Regions from separate parts of the Mus musculus genome. Here all the other regions are linked to region 1. The links are chromatin contacts, called in public Micro-C and promoter capture Hi-C maps. All regions are on one chromosome and are shown on one strand. The core of a region is the stretch at or near the end of the contact, and the rest is flanking DNA. Distances in the headings are between cores, read along the strand shown. Region 1 holds the start of Ncs1 (neuronal calcium sensor 1). Region 2 holds the start of Prdm12 (PR domain containing 12). Region 3 overlaps Prrx2 (paired related homeobox 2). Region 4 holds the start of Tor1a (torsin family 1, member A (torsin A)).

Region 1 (2,666 bases), core at 114-2,613:
GAGAGAGTAGGCAGCCTGGGCTGGGAAGGATAGTTCTCCTGGATGTGACCTCCAAGGTGTCCAACTCCTCAGGACAGGGGCCAGGAGAGCCCAGGCAGTAAAGCCCCCTTTGTTCTAAGTCTGGGAGAGTGAGGAGCATGGGGCTAAGGCACTAGGTTGACCAAGACCTGCAAACGTGCTCAGAAGACCGATACCGGGGGTGGGGGTGGGGGTGAGAGCAGAGACCATGCACTGCACCAGAGCCTCCATCTACACCGAGCTGTCAGTTAACTGCCTGTCTTTCCGGGTGATGCAGAGCGCTCAGCCAAAGCTTCCCAGGACCCACTTCCAGGGCCACCCCTGGAGAGGCTGCGAGGAGGGGGGACACCTGGTGTGGAGGCACTAAAGATGCAGAGGCAGATCTGTGAAGTTGGGCAAGTGGAGAGCCACGCCTGGGACTGATCTAGTGGACCGTGGAGTGGGACAGACCTTCCTTCGCTCGTCAGCTCGGGCCATGTAAACCCATTTCCTGGTGCGGTAGAGACAGGAGAAGGGAAGGGGGGATGGAGAATACAGCCCAACCGTGCGACATCTAAGAGGGCGCCCAGGACCCTTGGCCCTCTACCGTCACTACCTGAGCGTTCTACCAGTCTCGCCAGCCCTCTTCCTCCCAACACAGTCACACTTGCCAGGGAGGGGGCGACAGGCCAACCTCGCAAGAGGCAGGAGCCGCAGCAGCATCATTAAGCATGAATCACCCACCCACCCTGCTCCAAGCAGGAGAGCCACACAACGCCCGGGCGCCCCCTCCTGGGACCACTGCCCCCCGCCCCGGCACAGCCCGGGTCCTTCGGACAGGAGGGGAGCAGCGGGTGGGCTGCGGATGCCCTGAGGACCCAGAGTGGTCCCTGGAGCACGCTGACAGGCGACACCCAGCCATGGCCGGGGGCGGGGGCGCGGATAGAACAATGGGCCAGGTGCGGGGCAGGGGCGCGGCCGGGAAGGGCGGAGGGAAGGTCGCGGCTCGATGGGGAATCGGGGATCTGGGATCGGGGCTCACTCACAGTAGGTTTTTCTGGTCAGCTCCTCCACAACTTCAGGCTTCAACTTGCTGTTGGATTTCCCCATGCTCGGCGGCCGCGGCCCCCGCTCCCCGGGCCGGACCCGCTCGGGGCGCCCAGCGGGAGCGGTTGGGTCGGGCCGGGGTGCGCGGAGGCCGGCAGGCCGGGCTGGGCCGGGCCGGGGCCGCGCCTTTGTCTGGCCGTGCCCGCGCGTCCCGTGCGCGGGGCTCCGGCGTGCTGCGCGACCGCGGCTGACGGTTCAAGGGGCCTCGGGGACCCGGCGAGGGCCAGGCCTTGGCGGTGCAAGCGGCCACGGCGAGGAGTTGCGCGGGGCTGAGAGCCGCAGCCGCCGGGGCTCGGTTGCCGCGGTCGTCCCTGGTTACTGGGCTGCGTAGCACATGCTCGCTACTGCTGCGCCGCCGCCGCCCCTACGCTCCCCGCCTCCCGCCCGCACCGGCGCGCCAGGGGTGGACTCGGAGCCGCCACTCATCGCCCGGCGCCACCTCCCGCCCAGCTCCGACAGGCGCGAGCTCCGCGTTGAGGCACCCCCTCTCCTGTTGGCTCTCCGGGGACGCTGGGAGGTCGCCGCACCGCCCCCTCCGCCGATCCATTCCCCCCTCTCCGCAGCGGCGTGGGCAGGGAGGGCCCGGAAAATCGGACGTGAACGAGGCCAAATCCCTGCCCGGCGCAATTCATTCATTCCACTTAGATGTGTTGGGCGCTGGGGACCTGGCGGCCAAGAGGACAGACGCGATCCCAGACCTCTCCAGGAGCATCCTGATGTGCTGGCTGGCATGGGTTTCGGTGGGAACACTTTTGCCTGGCCTTGAGGGAAGTGACTTCAGATTGAGAGAGGAATGGGGTATCAACCTGGAAGGGGTCTGGCCTGGGAGGGAGAGCAGCCTCTACACCCGGGGCTCCAGGCAAGGCTGGGAATGATCTGAGGCCAGGCAGAAGGGCCAGAGCTTCTGGAGACCAGCCTGGCAAGCCGCTTTCCCCAAAGACCTGGCCTCTGTCCCCGGTGCCCAGGAGTACTTGCAGTTCAAACCTTCTCTGTTGTGGGGCTTGCTTGAAGTGGCCAGAGGGAGCAGAGCCTGTTGGTGGGGCTCCATGCCTGGAAGCCTGCAGCTGGGGAAGGACTCCAGGAAAAGGATGGCCTGCTCTCCCCTCCTCCCAAAATGTCATCGTAATTGAGACCTCTCCTGACTTTCTGCCCAACTCTGTCTCCTTAACAGCTCAGGAAAACTTGGACCTCTTAGTCCATTGGCGCTTGCTTCTTCCAAAGAATGAGCCTCAGGGGGAGGGGAGCAGAAATATGTCTTGCTCTCAGAAGGCCCTGAGGGCCAGTGGCAACTTCTGTGAGCCAGTCTTAGTAGCAGAGGCCAGGGAGCCAGCCCAGCTAAACAGGGAAGTGGGTGGGGAGGCAGTAGGATCCCTGGTTCACAACTGGCTTAGACAACATTAGGAGGAAGAGTTCTCAGGGAAAGGCATGAAAATAGATCGGGTAGGGGAGGAATGACCCATGCCAGGAACCAGAGCCCTGGAAAGACCATGGCAAGATGAAGCCATTCCCTCCTGAGCCAGCAGGGATGCAATCACGGACAGAATTTCTTTTTTTCCCTCTCA
Region 2 (2,666 bases), core at 121-2,620, 390 kb before region 1:
TTAATGGGCGAGGAAGAACCAGCGGTCCCTAACCCCGAGAGGATCCCCGGTGGGGCCTCTGCGGCAGGGGTGGGAGCGTTGAGGCACACAGGGGCGGCCTCCATGTCTTACAAGGTTCCCCTCTAAGCTACCTGGGAAAATACCCGGCGAGCCGGCCGGCTGAAAGGGGGGGTTAAACGGTGTCCATTGCGGAGCGGCCGGCAATTTGTCACGCTGTTAAAGTGATCGCATTCATTCGGTTCCATTCGAAAGAAATTGCTAATTCTAAATTCATTAGCCCTGGAAGAAAGCTGTAGCAGTAAATTGTATCTCAATGCGGAGGGGACTTGTTTAAAAGGGGCCGAGGAATTCCCCTTACAAAAAGGCAGGATTAGATGGTTGACATAGCGTGAATGGAAGTGGAATTAGTCTTCACGGTAAATTAAGAGAGGAACAGCGATCTTAAAGGGGAAGAGAGGGCGTCGCTCAGAGACGCCAGCGCTGGGGAAAGATATTGTTTGCGGGGTGACGAATGAGGAATAAGAACTTGAGACATCTTAAAGAAAAGAAACTTTCTTCGCTCTCTTTCTCTCCCTCGCTCTCTGCGGCTTTTTCTCTCCGGCCTGCCCGCCCTCCGCCCCTTCCCGGCCCCGGCTGTCTTTTAAAGTTTGTGGTTTAAGTGGGAACTTTCGCGGGTCAAGCCCAAGTTAACCAAATGAATTTAAAACCCCTTCTTTTTGAGTCAACTGCTATTACACGCCCAGTAAGGCTTTTAATGCCAGGAAACCGCCAGCTCCAGGCTGGAGGATGGGGTGGGGAGAGACGACACAGGAGAGCCCGGGCTGACCGAGGTAAGTCGCTCCGGTCGTTGGGATCTGGTCCCTGAGCCTCCTGCATTCCTACATGCCTCTTCTCTGCTTCCATGAGGCCGTTGCAACCCAGGTTGGACCCACGAAAAAACTGAGGTGCGCTGATTAGGGAGAGCGCATCCTGGCTGGGAGCGGCAGCCCCAGCCCCTGTGTTCCCCATCTGGACCCGTGCCGCTAACCTGAGAATTGGGGGTAGCCAGGAAGAGCGAAGGAGTGGAGCCCCGACGGCACACTCACCTCCTGAGAAGGACTGCGCCAGGACCTCGGCCGTGAAGGCCGTTTTTGGGCTGGCGTGGTGGCTCTTGTCTTCCAGCAGCTGTTCGCCTAGCACGTTGCGCCATCGGCCATATAAGAAACTGTGCAGGATGTCGGAGGTGATGACCTCTGCCAGCGCCAACCCCGGAGCCTTCAGCCCTGTTTTGAGCACCAGGGCCTCAGCTGGGAGCACAGAGCCCATCATGGGCGGCGGAGGGCTCGCCGCGGGCGCCGAAGGACGGCTAGGTGGACTCCGGAGAGGTGGGCAACGAAGAGGGGTCAAAGGAATGAAAGGAGAGGAGGGTGACACAACACGAGGGAGGAGGAGGAAGAGGAGCAGGAGGAGGGTGCACTGGGGAGTGCGTGGCAAGAGATGGCTGGGAAGACAGGGAGCCAAACCGGAGATTCACAAAATCTGCAGAGATGGCAGAGGCAGCACGGAGGGCTGGAAGTCCGCGGGTGGAGACAAGGGTGGATACCAGGAGGGGTGCGGGAAGGGTGGGCGGCGGGTGGCTGTAGAGAGACAACGACCAAGGACTCTCGGTTTCCCACTAGCCTTCTATACACCCAGCCAGGACCGTCCTCCCCTTAGCAAAATCTCAGCTCTTTTATAGGAGCTGCAGTGACCCTCCTAATTGGTTATTAATGACCCCCTGACGTCGAAGGACAGACTTGTACCCGGCCAGGCTCGAAGGAGCCTTCACCGACAGCGCGAGGGGCGGGGGCAGCGTGCGGACCGCTCAGAATAGTCTCCCTCTGCTCCTCCCTCCCCCCAGCCTTCCTCCTCCTCCCCCTCCTCCTCTTCTCCCCGTGGGAAGCTCCAGGCAGGGAGGGAGGCTCAACTCGCGGCCCGGAGCGAGGAAGGGGGGTGGGGGGGGACGGGTGTTGAAGTAGGGGATGCTGCGCAGCGAGGCTTGCCTTTACTCCCGGGACTAGACTGAGAAAGAGGGGGCGTATGGCTGCAAACCCCGCGGGTCCCCATGCTCACCCGGGCTAAGCAAGATCCTTGATCACTGTGGATCCCAAGCTAGGCCTTCACCTTCCTAGCTCTGCGGGCCACTCCCAGAGCTGCCGGTGCTTTGCCTATCTCCTTAACCAAGCCCAGTACTCTGTCCGATCCCCACCTCTCCTTCGTCCCACACCCTCTGCTCTTTAGAGGCTTCACTCCTTAAGCTGCGGTGGCAACCCGGACAGCTTGGGAGATGCAGATCTCTTGCGCTGGCAGCGCTACCCAAGCGGGCGCTTCGTCCTAAACGGGCTCCCCAAGAGCTCTGCTCGCTGCGCACAGCCAGTGTAAAACTTCCGTCACCAGCACAGAGGGCTGCTGAGGAGTCGCCGTCGGGGCTGGATCTCACCTACCATAGAAAGGTTACCAGCCCTAGGAGTACTAAGTTGGGGTGGGGAGTATTGAAAGGTCATCAGATACTCACATCTGTGGAATACCCTAGAGCAATGCAAGATGGGAATTGCAGACACCCAAAATGCCTCTGAAATTGCGGACGGCCCAGGGCAAAGCCATCTGCTGGGCCCTGCTTTGGAATCAGTCTACTGGGATTTCAACCT
Region 3 (2,666 bases), core at 99-2,598, 380 kb after region 1:
ACATTTGCCATGTCTTAGGCAAGTTACTTTAACTGCCCTCTCTAAATGGCTGTTTCTAACTTGGAATTTGCAGAGAAAAGGGTGCCAGGAACACAGAGGTCTCGCTCCTAGGTATCTCTTAGCATCTCAGAGATCAGCTCCCTCCTTCCTATGATACTTCATGGCGAAAGGAGTAGAAATGCAGGAACACACACACAAAGGAGTGGAAATGCAGGAACACACACATGCATACATGTGCATGTTCACACACATATATGCACAAACACACATGTGCACACAGACACATGCATGCATGTGCATGCTCATGCACATACATGCACATACACACATGCACACATGGACACTCACACACACACACACATGCACATACACAGGGCAAGTCCACCAGCTTCACTGATTTTCTGAAGTTTGATGCTAAGCACCTAGTCCCCAGAGCCTTCAGGCACAAATTGGATTCTATCTCTAAACCATTGTTCCCTCTCTGCCTCCACCCCTGTTCTTTGGATCTCAGTTTCTCTGAGAAGTGGGCTTATGAGTCGTCCTCTAAGGTTTTGGAAGAGGTTTAGGGGTTGCTGGAGTTCTTGGAGTTTGGACTGTCCCCAGCCCTGGCTACTTGGCCTCTGCAAACGCCTGGGGTGTCTCCACCCAACAGCATCAAGAAGCAATTGGTTTGGTCTGGAGAGATGGCTCAGTGGTTAAGAGCACTGACTGCTCTTCCAGAGGTCCTGAGTTCAATTCCCAGTAACCACATGGTGGCTCACAGCCATCTGTAATGGCCCTCTTCTGGTGTGTGGACAAATAAATAAATAAATAAATAAATAAATAAATAAATAAATAAATAAAAAAGCAATTGGCTTGTTGGGTAGGGATAGGCAGCCCTCCTTTCTCTCCTACATCAGAACCAGGGAGCTTGGAGTCTCCTCAGAGCTGGACCACTCTTTCCCAACCACTCAACAGAAAGGATGCAAACCACACCCACTTCCCTCCCCTAAGAACAAGGCAAGCACCTCTTCAGGAGCCAACCTGGGCTAGCCTGGCCTCCCCGGAGATGGGTTTTACCCACATTGTTTTCTTCTCTCCTCTACCAACCTAGGACATAGTAGGTCACACTTGGAAGCCCAGAGACCATCGCAAAGCTGGAATGGGGACATCAGAGTTGGGGCTGCAGGTGTGTCGCTGGGCCAGGCCTCAATGAGATCCCTTGTTCTGGTCTGGTGGATGACAGACAAGCCCATGGCAGAATCGGGGTTTCAAAGCCGCACCCCCTTTTCTCCTCCCCTTCCCAACTGGCAGCCCCTAAGATGACTCAGCTTTAAAACAGCTTATGCAGGATTTAAGCAAACAAACTCTGGGGGCGGGAGGGTCCTCAGCACGCAAGGAGCAGGAACGGCTGAGGGCTGGCTTTTGGGATGCCCCTTCTCTCAGCCGGTCCCGAGTCCTGTTCTCGTCACTCCGGCCTGGGGTCGCAGGACCCCGGGGACCGCGCCCTCAGACGCCTGCCATGTGTGCGCCAGGCCGAGCGTGCGAGCCGCCGGGGCGGCCAGGGCGGCGCCGCCACATCTGGTTCCAGGCGCGGCCCTGGCGCCGGCCTCGCCGCAGCCCCGCGGCCCAGACACCGTTAACAGCCTGGCGCGCCCTGCCCTGTCGCATCCCGGGTACTACCGTCACCATCCCCATCCCCCACCACGGCCCAGGAAGGGAAACTGAGGCTGGGAGGTCCTATGGAGAAATGGCACAGCAGAGAAGGCACTGGGCTAGACCCCATCCTCGGCTGTAAGACACCCTGTCACCCCAAAGTAGCAGTCATGCAGCCCCTCCTTCTCCGGGACCCTTAGACCTTGCGCCTAGAGGATGTGAGGTTTTGTGGGATGCTCCAGGATCGTGGGTGACCAAACTCCATCCATTCGCCAGCAGAGCTCCAGAGAACAACCAGGTTCTTTGGTGTGCCTGAGAGCTGCCCTGCCCTACAAAGGCCTTTCTGGGCATCAAAGGAAGAGCCTAGTTGGTCTGTAGACGAGACTATGATCTTTAGGGGCAGTCTGTCACACTCCAGTATCTGGTGATAGATTGCAGTTAGCTACAACGGGCTACTGAGTGGCAGTCCTGGCACCTCTGGCTGCTCACAACGACACATATGTGCTTGCACACTGCGAGGGCTTCTTGTCTCTGGCTCCTGCAGTTTTTCTACAGAGGGGCTTTCTAAGGAGGTGGGGCCACATCAAAGCCAGCACTCACCTTTTTCTGAGCTGCACACTGGCAGAACAGAAGAACCCGGCCCCATTCATTCACCCCCAAACCCACTTGGGAGACTTGCTCACCCAGGAATGAGAAAGTCTGGATTGTAGAACAAAACCAATTTGCAGACTTGTGAGGAGGGAAGGTGCTCTCCCATGGGAGGTTAATGCCCTGCCCTGAGACCCGTACAGACAGTTTTACTCTCAGTTAATCCACCTGCAGGGGATGGGCGGGTCAGGAGTCACGTTCTCTTGACCACTATTCTAAGAAGTGGAAGTGGGAGGGGGCATGGAGGGTGTGTGTGTGTCTGTATGTGAAAGAGAGACAGAGACAAAGAGACAGAGACTAAGAGACAGAGAGACAGAGACAAAGAGACAGAGACAGGCTGGGGCTGGGGCAGCTGGCCATCAGGGACCATTCATCAACTTATC
Region 4 (2,666 bases), core at 107-2,606, 280 kb after region 1:
TCTCTCCTGTTCTGTCACTGGCTGATCAGCCCTTTATTGACCAATCTGAATAATTAGGAAGCAATGTTTACACAACATTGATGACAGGCAGTTCTCAAAATAAGGATAGCAACCATATATGAGGGCATAGCAATCAGCATGTGAATAATACAAGGATAATCCTTATACAGTGCACAATAACATTATTCCTACAGTTCCCTAAGGAAGAAACTGGGTAAGAAACTATGGGCTTTATTTAATAATATTGCTCATGGGGCTGGAGAGATGGCTCAGTGGTTAAGAGCACTGACTGCTCTTCCAGAGGTCCTGAGTTCAATTCCCAGCAACCACATGGTGGCTCACAACCATCTGTAGTGGAAATCTGATGCCCTCTTCTGGTGTGTCTGAAGTCAGTATACTCACATACATAAATAAATAAAATCTTTAAAAAAAAATACTGGTCATGGGTTTTTAACAAGTATGAGATGCAGATCCCTCTTTTTTTTTTTTTTGAGATGTCAGACTCTCACTGTAGCCCTGACTGCACCTGGAATTCCTTGTATAGGACAGGGTGGCCTCCAACTCAGATATCCAAGACAATCACCTGTCTCTACTTCCCAGAGTGCTGGGATTAAAGGTGTGTGCTACAATACCCAGCCCTCAAATGTCAGTTTTGTTCTGTTTTGTTTTGTTTTGTTTTAACGACAAGATCCAATATGCAGCTTTGACCTGCTTGAAACTTTGTAGACTGGCCCCAACTCATACAGAGTGTTGGGGTTAAGGGTGCACACCACCCACCGCACCTGTCAGATTTAATGATAGGGACGCACGTTGGGGGGGGGTCATGTGGGAACCCACTATATTATCCTCTCATTTTTAAAAATTTATTCATTTACATGTTAATTTATGCATGTGTGTAAGCCCACATGAGTTTATGAGCACCACATGCACGCAGGTGCCTGCGTCATTTCTTTTTTAATACTTATTTATTTCATGTATGTCAGTACACTGTCGCTGTCTTCAGACACACCAGAAGAGGGCACCAGATCCCATTACAGATGGTTGTGAGCTACCATGTGGTTACTGGGAATTGAACTCAGAACCTCTGGGAGAGCAGTCAGTGCTCTTAACCGCTGAGCCATCTCTCCGCCCATCATTAAAAAAAAATGGTTCTAAAACACTGTTACTTGATGGGGATAGGGCAGCAGTCATCATCACCTGATTCCTATAATCTCAATATTATTCCTGTAACATCAAGGTTCAGAAGCAGAAGGGACTTTGCCCTTAACAAAGATGGTAGCCACTAGCGTCGGTAGACTGCCTGCCCCGGACAAAGAGGGCGGCCCCGCCAGCAGGAACCGGAAATACGAGTCTGGGCGGTGCGCGGGGTACGGTGGGCGCTGGGCGGGCGCTGGGCGCGCAAGGTGCGCGGGTCCGGTTATGAAGCTTGGCCGGGCCGCTCTGGCCCTGCTGCTGCTGGCGCCGTGCGTGGTTCGTGCGGTGGAGCCCATCAGCCTGAGTCTGGCCCTGGCCGGCGTACTCACCACCTATATCTCCTACCCTCGTCTCTACTGCCTCTTCGCCGAGTGCTGCGGCCAGATGCGGAGCCTCAGCCGGGAGGGTAGGCGGGCACCAGGCGTCCGGGATGCTGCGGCAGGGGGATGGCGCCGCTGCCAGGCCAGACTTTGGCCGGAGGCCTGAGAGATGAGTGGTCGGGGCCCGGGGTAGGGTGTCAGCCCTGCGCGGAGCTCTCCGGGGCGGCCTCACGGCACCTCTTCCGCTTGGCTTTGGGGCCAACCCCGAGGAAGGGCAGAGTTCGCAGCACCAGGGTCCCTCAGCGCTCTCCAAACCAGGCTCCGCGGGCCCTGACGTCCTGGAAATGGGGCTGCCTTTTGCCAGCTTGTTTCTCTCCTGACCAGAGTGATCTTTCCTTTCTCAGCGCTGCAGAAAGATCTGGATAACAAGCTCTTTGGACAGCATCTTGCAAAAAAAGTCATCCTAAACGCCGTGTCTGGTTTCCTAAGCAACCCGAAGCCCAAGAAGCCCCTTACCCTCTCTCTGCACGGGTGGACGGGCACCGGCAAAAACTTCGCCAGCAAGATCATCGCGGAGAATATTTACGAGGGCGGACTGAACAGTGACTATGTACACCTGTTTGTGGCCACGCTACACTTCCCCCACGCCTCTAACATCACACAGTATAAGGCAAGAGCATTAAGTTGACCGCCTTCGCGGATGACCCGGAATTGGGGTTTCTCTGTTGTGGGGTGGGATGTGGGAATTCCACGTCAGTGAGTGAGCCACAACATGGCTCTCTGTATGTCAGTTCCTCTTTAAAAGGTGTGCACAGAAGTGGTCATATCCCTTGGAGGAATGACAGCTGAAGCTAGGCTACCGTGTTTTAAAGGGGACTGTCAAGAGCTGGGGGTAGCTCGGCATAGAGCACTTGCCCAGAATGTGGGAAGTTCTGTATTATGTCTCTCCACCCCAACTCCCACAACTCCCGCTGTGGCGAGGGTGCACTGGGGGATAGATATGTAAGTTACAAAGGGTTTGAGATACATAGAGCAGTTAGACCACCAAAGTTTTATGAGTGGCCTCTGTGACACTCATAAAGTGACTCGGTAAGGTGACAACTTGGCTGGGAAGTGGGGACATAACAACTCCAGGGTCTTTAGGAGTCGCCT

What was found. Hi-C and Micro-C count contacts between places; a contact is called where the count stands out from the background. Capture Hi-C pulls out chosen DNA fragments and counts their contacts.
Region 2: a contact with region 1 is called in a Micro-C map of embryonic stem cells, with 3 times the contacts expected there. The contact joins the promoter of Prdm12 here to the promoter of Ncs1 in region 1. A contact is called at or near these places in 2 of 39 promoter capture datasets (both in embryonic stem cells), 5 of 484 Hi-C or Micro-C datasets (all in embryonic stem cells) and 1 of 115 datasets of contacts at active chromatin or transcription factors (embryonic stem cells).
Region 3: a contact with region 1 is called in a Micro-C map of embryonic stem cells, with 1.5 times the contacts expected there. The contact joins the enhancer-like site here to the promoter of Ncs1 in region 1. A contact is called at or near these places in 2 of 39 promoter capture datasets (both in liver), 1 of 484 Hi-C or Micro-C datasets (embryonic stem cells) and 1 of 9 other capture datasets (embryonic stem cells).
Region 4: a promoter capture Hi-C map of pancreatic islet shows a contact between it and region 1. The contact joins the promoter of Tor1a here to the promoter of Ncs1 in region 1. A contact is called at or near these places in 10 of 39 promoter capture datasets (the HPC-7 cell line, the SN4741 cell line, embryonic stem cells and 6 more), 3 of 484 Hi-C or Micro-C datasets (CD4 T cells, embryonic stem cells and pre-B cells), 4 of 115 datasets of contacts at active chromatin or transcription factors (T-cell acute lymphoblastic leukemia, embryonic stem cells, memory CD8 T cells and 1 more) and 3 of 9 other capture datasets (adipose tissue, macrophages and pancreatic islet).

Annotation. Positions count from the first base shown.
Region 1 is chr2:31,244,620-31,247,285 of GRCm38.p6, reverse strand. Ncs1 (neuronal calcium sensor 1) reads right to left here and starts at 1,363. Exons shown (of 8, transcript NM_019681.3): 1 at 1,044-1,363. The coding sequence starts at 1,107.
Region 2 is chr2:31,638,741-31,641,406 of GRCm38.p6, reverse strand. It overlaps Prdm12 (PR domain containing 12), which reads right to left and starts at 1,370. Exons shown (of 5, transcript NM_001123362.1): 1 at 1,086-1,370. The coding sequence starts at 1,308.
Region 3 is chr2:30,863,948-30,866,613 of GRCm38.p6, reverse strand. The region is part of intron 1 of Prrx2 (paired related homeobox 2); the gene reads right to left. Among named protein-coding and RNA genes, the nearest start is that of Prrx2, 20 kb to the right of the region's middle. Within about 2 kb of position 1,348, at least 100 of the 459 cell types and tissues checked have an H3K27ac peak or open chromatin away from gene starts, as enhancers often do. A contact at or near this core is called in embryonic stem cells, where this site is marked.
Region 4 is chr2:30,966,608-30,969,273 of GRCm38.p6, reverse strand. It overlaps Tor1a (torsin family 1, member A (torsin A)), which reads left to right and starts at 1,356. Exons shown (of 5, transcript NM_144884.2): 1 at 1,356-1,600; 2 at 1,919-2,184. The coding sequence starts at 1,420.